2 separate regions of the Cyprinus carpio genome follow, and region 2 is linked to region 1. Evidence: chromatin contacts called from public Hi-C data. All regions are on one chromosome and are shown on one strand. The core of a region is the stretch at or near the end of the contact, and the rest is flanking DNA. Distances in the headings are between cores, read along the strand shown. Region 1 holds the start of park7 (Parkinson disease protein 7 homolog). Region 2 holds the start of LOC122138872 (28S ribosomal protein S16, mitochondrial-like).

What was found. A called contact is a pair of places that touch in the nucleus more often than the background predicts.
Region 2: a contact with region 1 is called in a Hi-C map of skeletal muscle, with 4 times the contacts expected there. The contact joins the promoter of LOC122138872 here to the promoter of park7 in region 1. A contact is called at or near these places in 2 of 8 Hi-C or Micro-C datasets (both in skeletal muscle).

The regions. Positions count from the first base shown.
Region 1 is chrB11:7,380,914-7,383,517 of ASM1834038v1, forward strand. It overlaps park7 (Parkinson disease protein 7 homolog), which reads right to left and starts at 1,317. Exons shown (of 6, transcript XM_042733708.1): 1 at 1,152-1,317; 2 at 184-283. The coding sequence starts at 1,241.
Region 2 is chrB11:7,614,070-7,616,673 of ASM1834038v1, forward strand. LOC122138872 (28S ribosomal protein S16, mitochondrial-like) reads left to right here and starts at 1,309. Exons shown (of 4, transcript XM_042733713.1): 1 at 1,309-1,479; 2 at 1,622-1,648. The coding sequence starts at 1,636.

The DNA.
Region 1 (2,604 bases), core at 67-2,566:
TCAAGGTTTTGGATGTGATAAATTGAACATATAGAAGTCTAGTTACATCAAGTTTTATTGGCAATGCACTATTTGGCCATTGGATGGAGACAGCACTCCATTCACCTTCAGCTTCAACTTCATTCAGCACAACTTAGTTCTAGTCAACTTGATGTACTTATGAGAAGGTTGTTAAACAAAAATGTTTTTGGGGGTGTTTTAGGGTTTGGTGTGGGGGGATATTGTGATATCGGCTGCACTGCACGGGCTCTTTACCCGCCAGACCTGCCACTGTAACAGCAATCTATGGGAGAGAGGAAAAAACATCAATGAAATGAGCATATCAGCTTTTGTGTGTGTGTGTGTGCATAATATATCTCTCAATCAATATATTTGTACATTTTAAACTGTTTTAATGTGGAAGTTATCTATGTGTGTGTGTTTATATATACATATATAAAATTGCAATTAAAATTTAATACTGTAATAGTTTAATTATAATTTAATTTAATAATTTCAAATGTAAGCTTTTTTGAAGATCCAGGTTTTTTTTTTTTTTTTCATCTGTAACAGATTAGTTACATATTTCCATTTTCACTTTTTACAGGTATATCATAATTATTCAACCCCTGTTCAACATGTTTTTAAGTCTCTTATTTGTATGGCAGGGCACAAAATTCGGCATCATTACTCCAGTCTTCATGATCCTTCAGAAATCATAATATTATAAATATTTGCTGCTCAAGAAACATTTCTTATTGTTATGAATAATGTTTAAAGATTCTATGATGAATAGAAAGATCAAAAACAGCATTTATTTGAAATAGAAATATTTTGCAATATTATAAATGTATTTGTTGTCACTTTTGATCAATTTAATGCATCCTTGCTAAATAAAATTATAAAGTTCTCTCAAAAAACTACGTATAAAAATCTCTGATTATGTAATGTCAGAGTCCAGATGACTTTGGCATTAACACACTGGCAGCTCAGAGTCTGGCACATTCAACAGACACTGATCACTGCATTTACTTTACAAAGACAAATGCAGAAATTCAGATGCATTTATGCCCCGCACACACATAACTAGTTGTCTACAGACTTGCACACAGCAGCACTGCATTCGCGCGCAGCTCCACAGCTCAGTGGAAGAGTGCTGTAAGGCTACAGACCCCCGCTCTGCGCATGACATCCACCGGGATCACCGTTTCCATCTCCTCCGCGCCCTTCGCCAGAATCACTAGAGCTCTTTTACCAGCCATGACTGCGAGTCTGAGGCCTGTGACGGTCTGCAACGCTACTCACACGCGACACATTTATTATAAAAGGCGTTTCCGGTTCTGGGGAGCTGCCAGGCAAAATAAAAGTCTTCTTTTTAGTTCTTCTTGTATGGCGGTGATTTAATTTATTATATTCATTTGTGTAATCCTGTACTTTGTATTATTGTTAAAATAGAATCATGTAATTTCTGTCAAGATCTGAAGTGAAAAAATCGAGTTTATTATAAATAGTCAACATAGAGATGAAAAATGTAGATCCTTCAACCAGAAAATATCCTTAAATGCATAATATACACTTCAGATTTATTTTCTGTATCTTAGACTATATATATATATATATGCAAAAGTCTCTAAGTGCCGTCTGAAATTTTCTTCTAAAATAAGCATTTTATCAGGCTCCTATATTTATGTTCAGTTATTTCACTTTAAATGCATGGAAAACAGCCTATACGTTGCAATTAGGGTAAAATTACTGAACCTAAACATAATGTATATATAATGTATTTTTGTATTTTAACTGCTTTTTATTGGTTGATATAATGTTCGTAATACAGTGGTTCTCAAACCTGTCCTGGAGTACCCCAAGCCCTGCACATTTTGTACGTCTCTCTCATTTATTACACCTGATTCAACATACAAAATGTTCAGTGCTGGGGGTACTTCATGGAGAGGTTTGAGAACCACTGTTGTAATAAATAATAATAATAATAATAATAATAATAATATGGAAAATGCAGCTCTTCGGCCAGTAGAGGACGCTACAGACCACTAAATTGCAGTTTCAGGCATAGTATTTGTAACTTGCTTGTAGATGGGCCTGAAAACAGCATTCAGTGTCATCATCTATGAGCAACAGAAATGTTGACACTGGAGGCAAATTTCCAAAAATTTCAAAGGAAATGTAATAATTAATGTGTTTATTTTAATGACTGGAAGATGAAGGATTTTGCCGAATGTTTACAAATGATTTAAAGAATCTTCTCCAGTGCAACATTATCTAAATCCTGCACCCTAAAGACTCAACAAAGTACAAGTCTCAAGCTGTTGTTGCAAAAACCATGTGTAGTTTTTGAGACTGTTATTTTTTGTGTTTTTGTAGAATGAACTGTCTGCAGCAGTGGATGATACACACATCAGCGGCCTGTTTGTTGCGTGCCTGTGTGCAAATCCAGCAGCCAGCTGTGATTGCCAACATATGCAGCTGGGATCAACTGAGCTCACCCTACATAGCTTATTTTCCCTTTATTTAATTATTTCCCCAACTCTTTACCCCAGAAGCTTATAGTATGCCTGTGTTGTAAATACAAAATGGCAATTAAAGTTGTTTGTAAAACAGGTAACCCTG
Region 2 (2,604 bases), core at 59-2,558, 230 kb after region 1:
TGTAATATTTTCTTCATTCTATTTATTTTTATTTATTTATTTTCATTTAACACACTTCTAAGAAATGAAAATACCTGCATGTTCAATAATAAGTAAATAAATAAACAAACAAACATGGGTGTAGCCTACAAATGATACTTATTTAAATAATCATATATTTTTAAAAGAATATCATTAACTCCATGAATATCAAGGACTTTTGTCAAGGTTAATCCATTTGACCTAATCAGTATGTGCCTATTCATTAAATATATTAGATTTTACATATTTACATCACAAAGTATAGTATGCAAACATGTTTTATGTGAATTTATACATCTACTTTCACTGCAGTACTCCTTGTAGGCAACTTATACGAAAACTGCTTACATAAGGGAAAGTTCACCCAAAATGGAAATTGTGCCATCATTGTGTCATTTTCAAGTTGCAAACTTATGAGATTCTTTCTTTTATTGAGCACAAAAGAAGATATTTTTATGCATGATAAATTTGTTTATGAATAAAGATTGATCTGTTGAAAGCAGTTATTTTGAGTTAGATGCCAAATGCTCTCCTCATATTCAAAATTGAAATTGAAGGGGTGAATACAACATATTTGCCCACCAGCAGCTATAGTTGCCTCACATTCAAATACGATTTTCAAGAAAAAAAAAAAAGAAAAAAAAGAAAACCTGGGAAAAATAAATGCAGAACATGTTCACAGAGGACACTATTAACATGACTATATGCATGAAGCCATTCAGAAAAATTTGGGTTAAGTGCAGAAAAAGAATAACAAAAGAAGGTCCTTGGACCTTTAATAAATGTCTTTTGAAACTAGATCTCCGTAGAACAAAACCGCCATCTATTGGCTGAATTCATCACATTATACACATATACTCTTGACACGAAGCAACATGAATATAAATAACGTAAAGTTGCTAGAACGCACAGACGTAACATACTTAATATTCATGAGCAAAGCTTTCATCATAGTAGGATCGAGAAACACTTATGCCAAGTGAAGGAAACTGTTATTGATCATGTGTTACTCTGTCCTAGGTATGAACAGGAAAGGAATGAACTACAAAGAGAACTACAGAACATAGGATGCAGTGGATTTTCAATCTGCAACACTTTAAACACAAAACAAGGATCTGGTAAAATAATAAAGACAGGTTTAAAATTCATTAAAAATAGTGGACTTAAGAATAGAATATATATCATAATAATATACGTAGACTAAAATCACTCCACACTCCAACACAGGAGATGGCGGTATGCATCTAAAAAGCTGGTATGCGACCCGCCAATAAATCCCACAGAAGAAGAAGAACACACTCTTCCGGTGCGGCAGGAAAAGATGGCGGCGCTCTCACGAATGTCATGTTGTTGACCGTCTCCAGATAGTTGTGTGTGTTTAAACGTTATTACATACACATGACGCTTATATTCAATAATATTACAGACGTATCTACATGAAGTTACCGCATTTATAAGGTATGTGTTTTTTTTTTTACGCGAAATGTATATAACGCTACTCCATGCTCTCATAAAGACTGAGATTTTATGTTCCTTATTCGTTCATGTGTGGTGTTTTATAAATATTTTGTATTGACTTACTCTCTTTTGTCTTCGACAGAGTATCTCTCAGTCATGGTCCATTTATGTAAGTAGGTTTAATGTAATTTATTCTAAGTATTGGTCATTTTTGACGACTCCCTGTTTTAACACAAGAGTCCACTCAACATCTCGGGCCAGTTGTTCAGAAGTAATCTGATCAAATTGTAGTTATCGGGCCGGGGACAGTGCATCTTTTGGTCATTTGATTTTGTATTTAAGCAGCCTACAGTAAATTTTCTAAGGAAATACAAAAGCATTATTATTATTATTATTATTATTATTATTATTTCTTATTACTGCTTTAGAGGCTCTGTAGAGCAGCACTTCTCAATTCCAGTCCTTGCGCCCCCCTGTTCTGCACATTTTGAATGTTTCTTTGTTAACACACCTGATTCAGATAATCAGCTCCTTAGAAGTGAGCTCCGTGCATGAACTGTGTTCCCATTGACATGCTCCCTACACAGTGTTCATTGCTCCCTACTCCCTGAGCAGGGGACATTTGTTGAAGTTTACTTCACTTCGGAACATTCATTCACGGATTTGTGCTGTACAGCGTCTTCACACACAGATGGGTGTGACATCATATACCTCTGTGAATAAATACAAATTAAATTCATGTCTCGCACACTTCGATGCACTTTGAATAGAAAATATACGTTCTCTTCTAACTGGAATCATGGCGGAATATCCTGTGATGTCCACTTCGCAGGGCACTTAGTTCGAATAGAACAAACATCTGAAGCCATAAGAGAAACACAGAAAATGTGCAGAGCAGGGGGTGCGAGGACTGGAATTGAGAACCACTGCTGTAGAGCACTAATAATCCAGATTTAGTAATCTGAAAAAAGTGTTTATGGATCATTGGGATCCGATCCAATTTTGCTTTGAAAAACCAGTAGAAAAGTAAGATGGATCACCTGATCCTGGATAGCAAAAAATGGGATTACAATTCTAGATCATTCTGAACAACTGACCTCTCAAGTTTTAATGTGCATTTCAAAT